Linked DNA regions of Sus scrofa: all the other regions are linked to region 4. Evidence: chromatin contacts called from public HiChIP or PLAC-seq data. All regions are on one chromosome and are shown on one strand. Each heading gives the region's core, a stretch centred on a gene start, on an enhancer-like site or on the middle of the called end of the contact. The rest is flanking DNA. Distances are from core to core; before and after follow the strand shown. Region 1 overlaps SERGEF (secretion-regulating guanine nucleotide exchange factor). Region 2 overlaps SERGEF (secretion-regulating guanine nucleotide exchange factor). Region 3 holds the start of KCNC1 (potassium voltage-gated channel subfamily C member 1). Region 4 overlaps SERGEF (secretion-regulating guanine nucleotide exchange factor).

Region 1 (3,225 bases), core at 612-3,111, 140 kb after region 4:
GTTGCCATGAGCTGTGGTGTAGTTTGCAGATGCGGCTCGGATCCCTTGTCGCTGTGGTGTAGGCCAGTGGCTACAGCTCACATTGGACCCTTAGCCTGGGAATCTCCATATGCTGCGGGTGCGGCCCTAAAAAAATAAAAGACCAAAAAAAAAACCAAAAAAAGTAGAGAAAGATACCACCAGATTTGGGTAGAAAGATAGATCTTAATCTGATCTGGAGCACACTGCATTTGTGGTGCCTTTTAGGCATCTCGATGTAGGTGTTCGTGCCCAGGGCTGCCAACAATAGGACACAATGGCCGTGGAATGCCTTTGGACACTCTGACTCAGATCCAGACTCTCTGGGGGTCAGGCTTGTTTAGTCCAGTTGGTCTGAGGGCTCATTTGCTTCTCACCCTTCGTGGTTCTGTTTCCTTACCAGAAAAGGGGTGTTGTGAGAGAATTCAGCCAGAGGGAAGGGTAGGAACAACCTAGGGAGAGAGTCCGCTTCTCCGGGGAAAGCAATTCAGGTATCGATGCATGTTGTTTTAGGTATTTTTCTCCCCACATCTGTGGGTGAGATATTTGTGTCTGATGTGTGTTCATTTCTTTTTTCACTAATTAATTAAAATATCTGCTATTAATAGATATTTACAACATGTCAGGCACAATGCCAAGTCAGAAAGACCTCTGGTTCTTTGGGGAGTGTCATCCCCAGAACCTTTCTGGCATTGCTGTCCTTGTGATCAGACGGAAACCAAGCAGGATGCTGCCCTTTCTCTGAATACTAATTCTCCAGGATGCTGACTGCTGACTTAATCCAGGGGACATGTCCTTGACTTCGGAGACTTGGTTTGTCAGGGCTCCCTCGGCAGCTGAGACTCCCAGGTCTGTCTTGGTTTCCTCTCTTTCACAGAGTCTCCCTAGACAGTGACTGCCTCAGTGCCAGTTCTCCACTTTGAAAGGGATTCGGCTGGGCAGTCTGAGCTCCAACTGGCCACATGTCCCAGTTTGTTGTCTGAGAGCATCTCTTTGTGTCCAGGTGAGGGGTGGGGAGAGAAGTGGCAGCGCAGGCTTTGTGTCCTTATCGGGACTGACGGGCAGGAAGGGGGAGAATGGAGGAGTGACTCATCTCACCCTGGCACCATGTGATAGGATCTGTGAATACCCACGTGGGACAGATACATGCTCTAAGAACATTTGCCTTGTGAAAATCCAAACTCACCAGCCACATGAATTCAGGACAGTGATTACCATCGCGACAGGGAGCATGGTGTCCTTGCAAAAATCCCCTGGTATATTTAACATGCACGTGGTGGGGGGTGGGGGAGACCATGCCAATTTAAGCACCCAGGGGAAGCCGACATTGCCTACGTTAGTGGAACAAAGAACTTGGTACAATTGGAGTGGATGGTGAGGACCTGGGGAGGCCCTCCTGCAGGGGTCACATGACCGTATGTCAGGTGGGATGGTAGACTGAGAATCACATCTCTAAGCTTCTCTCATTCTTGGCTTTGCCTTTCTATCTTGAAAACTAAATGTGCCTTAGGCAAGTCTGCCGAGGACCAAAGTGTCCTTGCAGTTAGAAGGACCTCGGCTAAATCCCGGCTCCCCCTTCTCCTAACTACGTGACCTGGGCGAGTTGCTGTCTGAATTTCCTTCTCCTGGTCTGCAAAACCAGGTCCCCAGTACCTCGCCAAGTTTTGTGTGTGCGAGGGTCAGATGAGTTAAGCCTAGAAGCCAGCACCCCAGGACGTAAGAGCAGGACAAGCTCTGTGGGGCCCCTGATCAGCTGCCTCGGATCAGCAGCCAACTCTAGTGTGTGCACGTGGCCTGGGTGTGTATGCTTTGCTCAGAGAGAACATTCGTCGCTCCCCAGAGCACAAATGCAGGCCGTGTGTCAGCCCACTGGCAGCCTGCAGTGGACTGGGACACACTGTCCTGTTTCTGCCTGAGGAGACACAGGCTCAGCAAGCAGTTAGCCCACCTGGCTTAAGTTTCCCCAGAAAACACGGTCCTCATTACAGAGAAATCCTTTCAGGTTCCGAGGGTGGCACGTTGCTGCAATCTGACCCCTGTAAGAATTCTCGCTATGTCCCCTTCTCACGCCAGCTCTTTCCTAAAGCTGATTTTACGAGGAGCTATTTTCCCAACGGGTTGGATAAACTCCTGAATTGTGTTTCTGATGGCATCTTAGGAGGCCCACACTGTTTTTATTTTCCAGGGGAGCATTAACAAGATATGCACTAGCCTTTGGACGGAGCTAGCACAGTCACTGTCAACTCAAGGCCATTTGCTGCCTGTGGAATCCTTGGTGCCTCAGGCATGGCTCTGGCTTCATAGGTCACCATCTACCACACTCGAATCTTGCCAGCCTGAAGATACTTGCCCCCGTTCAGGGCGCCCGTGACAGTCATCCCAGTTTCCATCTGCACACACAATGCACATTTCTGTTCACTGGTGATTTTCTCCTCCAGCATCCCTGCAGGCTCTGTAGAGTGGAGTTCTTGGCCCCTTTATTCAGATTCAAAGAACAAGGTGCAGTAATGTATCCAAGCTAATTATTGGCAGAGCTGTTTTTCAAGTCCTGGTCTTCTAAGGGGCAGCCTGACTGAATGAAAGCGCCCTCAAGCATGCACGTCTCACCTCTGATACTCATCTGCTCTGTGACGTCATACACGCCACCAGTCGTTAGTATTATAGATGGTTATCCACATTAGTGATGACAGTAAAGTTGCGAAAGCATCCAGCATGGTGAAAGGTGCTCTGCACCATACATCCTTGCAGTGTCACACTAGATGTGGGGAATGGGTTTTATTGTCATCCCTTTTACAGATAAGCATCCTAATATTCACAGAGCTAGCATAACTTGTCTGAGCCTCTGTATCAAATGAAGATCTTGCGACCTCCCTGGGAGGGTGCTTACAACACTGCATGCATGTATGTAAACTGAATAGCACAGAGTCTGTGGTGGACCAGGTGCTCAGTCAATGTTTCTTTCCTTCCTCTAGTTCCCCCTCTGACTTCTCATCCAGTGTTCTTCCCACCCCCTCCCATTTAATCCATTTAGAAGCTGAGGTCATGCTGAAGTCCTCTCCGTAGCGTTCTCTCTCAGGCCCCACCCCCCTACCCCCACACCCAGAGGCCACTTCAAGTGTCTGATCTGAGCTGTCGGTCTGATGCCGCCTCTTTAGTCTTCTGCCAGTTCAGGAAACACCATCCTTTCCTGGCAGGCTGCGCCACACC
Region 2 (3,177 bases), core at 241-2,740, 190 kb after region 4:
GTGTCCTGTACTCCAGTAAGCTTAGGAAGAGGCTTCTCATGGGGCCATCCCCCTTCCTCTCACCTCTCCGCGTAGAAGCATCTTGCGGAGACCAGAAGGCTCTCCCATCTTCCCTGTGTTCCTGAATAGGTGGCCCTAGGTGAGGGTGGAGGGTAGGTGTGTGTGAAACATACCCTAAAACGCTGCAGGAGCTCAGAACTTAGAAATGTCCTGTGGGAGTCCGTCTGCTACGGGGATAGCCCAGCTTTCGCTCTTCCACTTCAGCAGCCTGGGTTTTTTTTTTTTCTGTAGGAGGTTTGTTTAAAGTGTTCGGGAACCCCTGACTTTTCTTTCCACCCTAGGCCCCCTCATCTGCTGGGAAGGTTTGCCACCAGCATGGCTTTCCCTGCCTGTTCCTCCTCCCCGCTGTGGCCCACTTCATACGTGGGTGTGAGCTGTGACTGTGTGTCAGGCACTGTACCAGGGCATTACACGGGTATCAGCTCATGCAGGCTTCCTCCTAGCAACCCTTATGAGGTAGGTGGGGACAGAAGTACTATTGTCACACAGCTGTGTGGTGATGTGGGGCCCAGGAGAGCATAGCACAGTCCACAGTGCATAGGCTGTGTTATATCTATACACCGGGGCTGGCAGAGTACAGCCCACAGGCTAGATCTTACTCGTGGATTGTTTTGTATGGCCTTGCAAGCTAAGAATGATTTTGAAAGGTTTAAATAAAGAATAAGGAGTTCCTGTCGTGGCTCAATGGAGTTCCATTCATGGCTCAGCGGAAATGAATCTGACTAGTTATCCATGAGGATACAGGTTCGATCCCTGGCCTTGCTCAGTGGGTTAAGGATCCAGTGTTGCTGTGAGCTGTGGTGTAGGTTGCAGATGTGGCTCAGATCCCATGTTGCTTTGGCTGTGGTGTAGGCCGGTGGCTATAGCTCCTAGTCAGCCCCTAGCCTGGGAACCTCCATGTGCTGTGGGTGCTGCCCTAAAAAGACAAAAAAAGAAAAAAGAAAGAAAAAGAGTAAGAATATGCAACAGAGACTGAATGAGACTAAACCTAAAATATTTACTGTCTGCCTTTGTGGAATAAATTTGGCAAACTCTGGTGTAGAATATGCAGAGTTTAGTACAGATTCTGGAGCCGCATTGCCTGGGTTCTAGAGCCTCAGTTGTGTCCTCCAGAAGGTGAGAATAATGTGTAGAACATGATGGCCTCACAGGGTTGTTGGGATTAAATGAGATGAAGAATAGAAAGCCCCTAACCTCGAGTCAGCTTCTTTGGAAGTATCGGCGGAAGCTATTTCTGAGCCTTTGCCAGACTTCTCGACCCAGTGGGCTCCCCCGGCCCGAGCGTGGCTTCCTCGGAGCGTGTTTCCTTTGGCAGGAGGAGAGGGACCTGCCAGCTGCCCATTGTGCTGCGTCCTGCTGGTGGGTCCGCGCTGCCTTCCTCCCACCCCCATTCCTGCTGACCGTCAGCTGGTGCCGCTCACCAGGGCCGGGCGCAAAGCCCACGCCAGGTGCCGAGTTGGGCCCGCAGGCACCAAGCCCGTTCCACTCTCCACCTCGTGCCTCCGATCAGCTTGGCTGAAACTCCTGCTTAACTGTAGGAGCTGCGGCCTGGGGTTCATCCTCTCTGTGTGCATTTCCTCGCTCAGGGGCCAAACAGGCAGACAGCTATGTTTCCTCAAACCCAAGCTTTTGGCTAACGAGTGCCTTCCTGCCAGGGAAGAGGAAAAGGGAAGGGTAATCCCGGGCCAGCCAGCCTCCCTCTGTGAAAGAGTGGTCTGCAGAACAGATTGTCAGTGGATAGTGAGTGAAATGTAAAGATTAAAAAACTCAGGTCATTGGAAAAAACATCACAAAGAATATGTCCTGCTCTGGATAGGAATAGGTTTTCAATTCTCACAAGCAATGGAAAAAATGGTAAGATAAAAGATCAAGATGGGAGTTCCCTGGTGGTCTAGTGGTTAGGACTCAGCTCTTTCGCCACTGCAGCCTGGGTTCAATCCTTGGTCTGGGAACTGAGATCCCACATCAAGCTGCTGCTCACTGTAGCCGGGGCGGGGCGGGGGGGGAATCAAGAAATTTTACTACCTAGAACCATAAAACATGTTTAACGTCAAAATGTTGTCTTTTTAGGGCCACACCCATGGCATATGGAGGTTCCCAGGCTAGGGGTCGAATCAGAGCTGTAGCTGCCAGCCTTTACCACAGCCACAGCCACAGCCATGCCAGATCCGAGCCACGTCTGCAATGTACACCACAGCTCACAGTAACACCAGATCCTTAACCCACTGAGTGAGGCCAGGGATCAAACCTACAACCTCATGATTCTTAGTCGGATTTGTTTCTGCTGTGCCATGACAGGAACTCCCAAAACAAAATTTTAAATCAAGCTGAGAAAAAACATTCATGCCAGATATGGTACAGAATTGATTTTTCTTTTTTCTTTTTTGCTTTTTAGGGCCACACCTATGGCATATGGAAGTTCCCAGGCTTCTGGCCTATGCCACAGCCACAGCAACCCCAAATCTGAGCCGTGTCTTCAACCTATACCGTAGCTCATGGCAATGTGGGATCCTTAACCCACTGAGTGAGGCCAGGGAGTAAACTCACATCCTCATAGATACTAGTCAGGTTCTTAACCTGCTGAGCCACAGCAGGGACTCCCCAGAATTAATATTCTTTTTTTTTTTTTTTTTTGTCTTTTTCTAGGGGCTGCACCCGTGGCATATGGAGGTTCCCAGGCTAAGAGTCTAATCGGAGCTGTAGCCACTGGCCTACGCCACAGCCACAGCAACTTGGGATCCAAGCCACGTCTGTGACCTATGCCACAGCTCACAGCAATGCCAGATCCTTAACCCACTGAGTGAGGCCAGGGATCGAACCCACAACCTCATGGTTCCTCGTCAGATTTGTTAACCACTGAGCCATGACGGGAATGCCAATATTCTTAAAGAGAAAACACTTTAAAACAACAAAGTTCTTCATATACTAGAGAGCATACCTGTCCTGTGCTTGGAACATAGGCGGATGTAATACCAAACCAGGATTTCCTATTTCTTAAATTTCTTACTTAATTTACACTGTGTGCTCAATTTACACTCTCAAAAGATGGTTTTCTTCCTTTCAGAGCATTCAAGTGAACTGAGGTGTCATTTTTTAAAACTCCGTCTTAAAATGTAA
Region 3 (3,393 bases), core at 78-2,577, 250 kb after region 4:
CACCCAAATATACACCACCACACTTACATAAATATGCACACACAGTCTACTCACACACAAACACACCCATTCATACTCATACATATTAAATTTGGAAATGCACAGAACTTACATACGTGCAGAGCTAGTGACCCTTGAGAAGCCACTCCGACTCTTACACAGGTATGTGTGTATATACACATACGCGTGCACACACACATCTTTCAGTTCTGATTTCCTAGGAGCCAGTTCTCGAATCTACCCCTACCCGCGGGAGGCAGAGAACGCTGCCTTCCCGCCCCGCTCTTCTGATGGGGAAGCTGTCACTTACCCGCGCGTAGCGGGATGAGTAGGGGTCCTCGAAGAGCGCCCAGATGCGCGGCTGCCATCGGCGCCAGAAGCCGCCGGGCCGGCCGTCCGGGGAGTCGCTGAGCGCCAGGCGCTTGGTCATCTCCAACTCGTCCTCGCCGTCGCCTGAGTCGCCAGGGCCGTCGGCGTCAGCGTCGTCGGCGCTGTTGTCCAGGGGCGCGCCGCCGAAGCTGTCCAGCGCCTCCTCGGCGTCACGGTGCTGGCGGTACGTCATCCAGCAGCAGGGCTCCACGTCGGTCTCGTCGATGCCCCAGAAGGCCAGCTCCTCCTCATAGAGTGGCCCGCACACGTCGGCCGGGCAGTGCAGCTTGCCCGTGCGGTAGTAGTTCAGGATGTGCGCGAAGACGCCCGGGTGGCGGTCGAAAAAGAATTCGTCGGCGCGCGGGTCATAGTCGAAGTGGCTGTGGGCGTCGGGCTCAGCCAGCCAGGCGAGCCGCGTGCCGGGCAGCGTGCGCAGCGTCGAGCGGTACGTCTGGTGGCGCGTGCCGCCCACGTTGATCACGATGCGCTCGCTTTCGTCCCCTTGGCCCATCGCGGCGCCTCCTTAGGCATGGCGCGGCCCAGCGACACCCATGGGAGCGGCCGCCAGGGGGAGTTGGCGTCGGGGAGGGGGGCGCGCGGCCTCCTCCCCCCTCCCCCCAGCCGTCGGGGGGACAGAGGACCGCGGCTCTGGCCACCCGAAAAACTACCCAAGCCCCTCAAGGCGCTTTCTGTCTGGTGCTGGTCCAAGGGAGTGTGCGCGGGATCCCCAGGGTCTCTAAGCGCCAGATGTGGGAGGGAGCTGGTCCGGCTGCGGAGGAGGCAGAGGAGGAAAGAAGGGAGGGAAGGAGAGAGGGAGGAGGAAAGGAGGGAGGGGGGCGGCGCTCAGAGGCGAACCCCGGGAGGAGGGAAAAGAGGGTGGGGGGACCGGGCTCCCGTCCCCATCTCAGCGGGAAAATGGAGAAATCGACACAAAGCTTTTGGGGGGAAGGTCAGCCGCTCCCGGGGCCGGACATAGACCAGCCCCGGAAGGGGGAGGGGAGGGGAGGAGAGGGGGCCGGGAAATTCGCGCTCTGGCTGTGAGGTGGTCGCCGCAGCGCGCTCTCGGCGCCGGGGAGATGGACGCCCGCTGCCTTCCTCCCTGCGTGGCCCGGCTGCAGCTCGGGCGCGGGGCGGACTCCGGCCCCCTCCCTCTCCTTGCCTGGCTGCCTGCTCCCCCCGGCGGCGGGCGCGCCTGCCCGCCCGCCCTCCACGCTCCTTCTCCCCGCCTCTCGGAGGAGATGGCGGGCCCCCTGGGCAGGGGCACCCGGGGTGCTGCTCGTTGCTGCTGCCGCGGAGCGCTGAGCTCGGTGCGCTCCGGCTGGAGCTGGGGCTCTCCGCTGGGCTGCGCTCGGACTCAGGCTCCGGCTCCGGCGGCGGTGCTGAAGGGACAGCTCCCGGACGGTTGCGGAGCTGCGCGGGGCCCGGCAAGGGTTCTCCGGGCTCGGTTCGGTCTGCGGGGCCGGCGGGCACTGGCTCTGGTGCCTCTGCGCCCCGCGCTCTGCGCCCTGCTTCGGGCAGGCGGTTGGCGCTGCTGGCCGAGGCCAGGGGGCTGCGGCGGTCGGGCCGGGGAGGCGGGGGTGGCGGGTCCGGGCGCGGCGAGGCAAGGCTGGAGAGGCCGGGGAGGCGAGGCGCGGAGCGGCCGCCGCCGCCGCGACGCTGCTGCCACCGGGGTTGCTGCTCGGCTAGCTGGCTCGCTTGCTCGCTCGCGCGGTCCGCGTCCAGCCCGCCGCTCTCCGGACACGGGCACACGGCGCGCGCAGCCGCACTCGCCCCCAGAGGGAGGCGCCGCGCTGGGTCCTAAAAAGCCCTGATTCCGCGCCCCCCTCCCAGCCCCGCGCAGAGCCCGGCCTCCCTCAACCCCGGCGCTGGGGGCGCCAGCCTGGCACCAGTCCTACGGCTCCCGGGGGACCCGCCGACGCTCCGCCCCGAGGGAGCACCCCTCGATGGGCGGAGGCTCAGAGAGACGTCTCGACTCGCGCCCCCAGGGTCAGACTGAAGTGAGAAGGGCGTCGGTTCCCTCCCCTCTCTTTCCAAACTGGGGACTGTCTGATCCCCCAGTGAAACAAGACACTCCAGACCACTATCAGAGACACCTTGACCTGGACCAGTATTGACCTCTCCAAGTAGCTCCTTAATATCGACCCTTCCAGGGAACCTGGAGCCCCCATGTCCCTTCCATAGCAAACCTCTTTCATGGATTCCAAAATAACACTCCCCGAGTGGGTGTGTGTTACCCCGCTGCTAGGTTGTGTTGTCTTGGAAGACATCTACCAACAACCTGGTAATCCTGGACCCCTTCCGACCCTTTTCAGACCATGGGCTCCTCTTAACTCCAGGCTGACCCTGGACTCCCATGAGTGCCACACACTCTGCCATACTGATCACAACTCACTGATCCTCCCACACTAGCCCCGGATCCTTAGGTGGGGAGTCCTGTGGAAAGGGCCTTCTGGGAGTTCCCTCATGGTGCAGTGGGTTAAAGATCTGGCATGGTGCCTGCTGTGGCTTGGACTTGACCCCTGGCCCTGGGAACTTCCACATGCTGAGGGGTGACCCAAAAAAGTAAGAAAGAGAGAGAGAAAGAAAGAGAGAAAAAAGAAAAAAAAGAAAAAAGAAAACTGCCTCTATTGGTCTTGAACATTGACAGTCCCCCACTCCACCCCAGCTCACCTCCTGCCCCTGATGCCCCCTTTCCGCAGGGTTTTAACTGCCCTGAATGTAAAGCTGATGCTGTGTCTGGGGGCTGGATAGGAGCAGCCCCTGCCGTGCTTCCTGGCTTCGAAGTTAGTTGATCCTCCGTGGGAGCTGCAGTTTGGGCCTCCCAGCCTTCCTGGCCCTTGTTTGCTGGCAGTGCCTCAGTCTACTCAGCGAAGCAACCATCACTCCTTTGCTCTTTTCTTGTCCCAGGCTCTGTCCCAGGCACAGGGGCACAAGTAACCCTGCCCTCTAGGGGCTCCAGGCTGCCAGGGAAGTGGGCAGGGGGGCCTGAGCAGGGCTTAGATGGTCAGGCCTCGATCCAGGGGT
Region 4 (3,467 bases), core at 482-2,981:
CTCCCTCTTTTTATGCAGGGGGAACTCAGGCCCAGAGAGAGAAGGGGGTGCTGCCTAAGGTCTCACCGTGGGTCGATACCTGATTATCTCCTTGCTTGATAGGAGAACGGAGATGGCTTTGGCCTCTAGCTGGCTGCCCCACAGGAAGAGCCAGGAGACAAGGACTTGGGCCCTGGGATGGTGAGCCAGAGGTGGAAAGAGGAGGGGACAGCAGTTAACTGTCTGCCTTGATCCCGATTTCACTGAGCATCTGATCCTAATGATTTCATCTGCAGTAAGGGCAGTGTCCATGGCATTTTCTGTTCCCTTTCTGTCTGCCCAGTTCTCCTCTGGTTCAAGTTCCTCTAATCAGGTTGCGCCATGATGGAATCTTCATCAAAGTCACCTCAGAGCCCCTACACCCAGCAGATGAGCAGGCCCAGGGCCGTGCCAGAGGCACATTATAGTAAGTTGGCACAATTGGTTGAATAAATTTTTTAAAAAAATTTCAAAGGGGGTCAGTGTAGGGCAGGGAACCAGTCTTTGCCAAGCACTTACCATGGACCGGGTGCTGTGCCAGCTGCCACTTACCTCGTCCTCATGATCCTCTGAGGTAGGGGCCATTGCCTCCATAGTCCAAGAGAGGAAATTGAGGCTCGGAGAGGCTGAGTGGCTTGTCTAAAGTAACACAGCTGGTTACGCCAAGCAGACCCCTGGACTATGTTCTGTTTGATGTCAAAGGTTAGACTCATTTCATCTCCTTGTGCCGCCTCCCCGCAAAGCGACTGCCCTGGGAGCGTAGCAGGCACCTCCCAGGCTGCAGGGCAGGGAGAAACAATTCTTTTTTCTCTTTGGAGAAAGCTTATGGTGGGCTGCTGGGGAGAGGAGACCTTTGAAGCAGCAAAGGCAGGTCTTTGTGGAGCAGGTTCCGGAGTGGTGTCTGGTGGTGGGACGCCTTCTGAGAAGAGGTACCTCTCTTCTCTGCGTGGGGACCCCTGCAGTTCCCTGGTTTTTCCCTCTCCCCCTCGCCCCGTGTAGTGACTGCCACACTTCCGTTGCTCTCTGCCCACTGTCACCTCCCTGTCCATCCCATTGAAAATAGCCACCTCCTCCTGTCTCCCACACTCTACTCCCTGCCCTGCTTTACTTTCCACCAGAGCAGTTTTCACTGCCTGAAATCACAGTATCATTATTTGCTTGTTCATTTGTCAATGCTTCCCCCTCACCAGGTGCGAGGGACCTGGTCTGTTTTACCACCCCCTCCCCCACCCCAGGTCTCCCCTAGTGTAGACGAAGGGCTCCATCAGGGTTAGTCGCATGGAGTAGCTGCAGCTTCCTGGCATGGGAGCGATGCATTTTCAGTGGCCATGCTCGGGACACCAGCCTGTGGGCCTGCCCTCTTCCCACCTTCTTGGAGAAGCTCAGTGCAGAGAGCGCTCGCTCCCTGAGGCCGCCAGTGCTGCTTGGTGCCCCAGGGCTGGGAGGCCAGCTTTGCCCCTGCATGGCTGCAAAGCCTTGGGTCCTCGGCTGCTCAATCTGTCCACAGTGGGCAGGGGCACCAGCCATGCTGCGAGCTCACAGGAAGGTTCTGGGAAGGGCTCGGAGGCCCCTGGCACGAGGGCTGAGTTTCCATTCAGAGAGCCCTCCTCCTCTTTCCTGGTGGGGATTGATTTGTTCCAGGAGCTCTCTGAAAGTGAGCATTAAGTGACCGGCCTGTAATTGTGCCATCATTTTTAGGTTCTTGACAGATGGCACTGTGCTTGCCCTTTCTCAAGGGACCTTGCCTGTCTCTCGGGAACTCTCAATAATCGTAGTGACAGCCAGTGCCTTAAAGTGCTCTCGGATATGTGCCAAGATGAAAGCGGCCCATTTTGAGGAATCTTGGATCAGCTTTTTCCTAACCTAAGCTTGACTTTTTACCTTCAGAGGAAGCTTGACGTGGTCCCAAGAGCCCTGAGGAGCCAGGCTCAAGTTCTGATTTGGCGGCTTGTTGGCTGTGTGCTCTTAGGCAAGTCATTTAAGCTCTCTGGGCCTAGATTTCCTCATCAGTTAAGTGAGAATCATAATCTCTATTTTGGCTGCCTCGTGGGGATATATTATGTCACGCACTCATTCACACATTCCTTCCTTCCTGCCTTCACTCTGTTATTCAACAAATATTTGTTGAGTAGGCTGAGGAGGGCGCTCCAGGCAGAAGGCATTCTGGAAACAAAGGCCTAGATGTGGGAAGTGTACCCTAGCCTTGTTAAGTGTTTGCTTAACATGGGGCCAGATAGGGTCAGAAGGGTCTGGAATCCCTCAAGAAGAGCATGGGTCCCTTATTCAGGCTTTGTTCTGAGGAACAGCTGCAGGTCTCCTGAGGGTGATAAATATGAACAAGGGAGGGAAGGCCCTGCCTCAAGGGAGGGTGGCTCTTACGGGCTTTTTCTGCTCAGGGCTCATCTCTGCCACTGGTTTGGAGGTACTCTGGGTTCCCGCGGGGCCCTCTCCCTGAGGTGAGCTGGGTGACCCTTAGAAAGTGCGAGACGGGTGGGGACTGGAGCCACCCGGCCCCCAGGTCTGCCCTCTGGGGCCTGCAGGGAAGGTCACGTGACCTTCCCTCCTGAAGCATTTCTTCTGGGCTTGAAGATGAGCCGCTTCAGGGCTTCCTCACAGATCCCTGAGGAGAAGGAGGCTGTGGGGAAGGGTTCCTCAGATTTACCCAGGACGCACTGTGTGCCAGGCATTTTGCCAGAGCTTTGCAAAAATATCTATTTAATCCTTACACAAAGTTTGCTGAGCGGGGCTCCCTCCCATTTTACGTGTGAGGCAACGAGAGGTTAAGACTCACCCCGCTCCTAGTTACTTGGCCTTACCTTGCACAGTGTGACATCGGGGTCGGCAACGTCATCATGTCAACTCGAGGGGGTTGCGAGGATCGAGTAAGATCCTGGGTGACAAAGCACTTTGTTCCCTGCAGGTGACTGAGCTCCCAAGCAGGACGTCATGGACAGCACTGCTTCCCAGAGACCCACTTGCCATTTGCCTGGGCCTTTCTGCCTGGCTGCTGGAAGGTTCTAACCTCTGGCTCTCCTCTGTGCACCTTCCCCTAGCCAGCCCCTGGGGTCAGGGGCTCCACTCGGCATTTTGCCCCTTTAGCCAGCGAATATGAAGCACCACTTTTTTTCAGAAAGTTAACCCTGTGGCACAAAATTAACATCAAAGGTAACTTACTTTTTTGCCCTGTTAGTGAGAGTAGTAAGAAGGCAGGGAATTTTAATGCTGGAGGGGACCGTCTCGGCCTCATTTGAAATTTGGGGAAACAGAAGCCCAGGGAGGTGGTGCCACAGCTGACGGATGCAGAGCCAGGATGAGACCAGGGGTCCCTAGCCCAGGGCCCCTCCATGGCCCGGCAGTACTCTCCTAAGAGAGACTTCAATTGTTCCGTCTCCCTTATGGAGGAAGGAAGAAGCCAGTTTAATAAATTTCATTACACCAGCCCCTTTATG

Evidence for each region. HiChIP or PLAC-seq counts read pairs in DNA pulled down with a chosen protein or histone mark.
Region 1: a contact with region 4 is called in an H3K27ac HiChIP or PLAC-seq map of skeletal muscle, with 7 times the contacts expected there. The contact joins two enhancer-like sites. A contact is called at or near these places in 5 of 47 Hi-C or Micro-C datasets (embryonic fibroblasts, liver, psoas muscle and 1 more) and 1 of 2 datasets of contacts at active chromatin or transcription factors (skeletal muscle).
Region 2: an H3K27ac HiChIP or PLAC-seq map of skeletal muscle shows a contact between it and region 4, with 5 times the contacts expected there. The contact joins two enhancer-like sites. A contact is called at or near these places in 1 of 47 Hi-C or Micro-C datasets (embryonic fibroblasts) and 1 of 2 datasets of contacts at active chromatin or transcription factors (skeletal muscle).
Region 3: a contact with region 4 is called in an H3K27ac HiChIP or PLAC-seq map of skeletal muscle. The contact joins the promoter of KCNC1 here to the enhancer-like site in region 4. A contact is called at or near these places in 3 of 5 promoter capture datasets (fetal liver, fetal skeletal muscle and liver), 28 of 47 Hi-C or Micro-C datasets (adipocytes, adipose tissue, alveolar macrophages and 16 more) and 2 of 2 datasets of contacts at active chromatin or transcription factors (alveolar macrophages and skeletal muscle).

Annotation. Positions count from the first base shown.
Region 1 is chr2:41,295,055-41,298,279 of Sscrofa11.1, forward strand. The region is part of intron 10 of SERGEF (secretion-regulating guanine nucleotide exchange factor); the gene reads left to right. Among named protein-coding and RNA genes, the nearest start is that of KCNC1, 110 kb to the right of the region's middle. Within about 2 kb of position 1,862, at least 7 of the 83 cell types and tissues checked have an H3K27ac peak or open chromatin away from gene starts, as enhancers often do. A contact at or near this core is called in skeletal muscle, where this site is marked.
Region 2 is chr2:41,347,656-41,350,832 of Sscrofa11.1, forward strand. It overlaps SERGEF (secretion-regulating guanine nucleotide exchange factor), which reads left to right. Exons shown (of 12, transcript XR_301734.3): 11 at 342-516. Among named protein-coding and RNA genes, the nearest start is that of KCNC1, 59 kb to the right of the region's middle. Within about 2 kb of position 1,491, at least 2 of the 83 cell types and tissues checked have an H3K27ac peak or open chromatin away from gene starts, as enhancers often do. A contact at or near this core is called in skeletal muscle, where this site is marked.
Region 3 is chr2:41,406,608-41,410,000 of Sscrofa11.1, forward strand. KCNC1 (potassium voltage-gated channel subfamily C member 1) reads right to left here and starts at 1,328. Exons shown (of 4, transcript XM_021083271.1): 1 at 311-1,328. The coding sequence starts at 880.
Region 4 is chr2:41,153,035-41,156,501 of Sscrofa11.1, forward strand. All of the region lies in intron 8 of SERGEF (secretion-regulating guanine nucleotide exchange factor), which reads left to right. Among named protein-coding and RNA genes, the nearest start is that of SERGEF, 41 kb to the left of the region's middle. Within about 2 kb of position 1,732, at least 2 of the 83 cell types and tissues checked have an H3K27ac peak or open chromatin away from gene starts, as enhancers often do. A contact at or near this core is called in skeletal muscle, where this site is marked.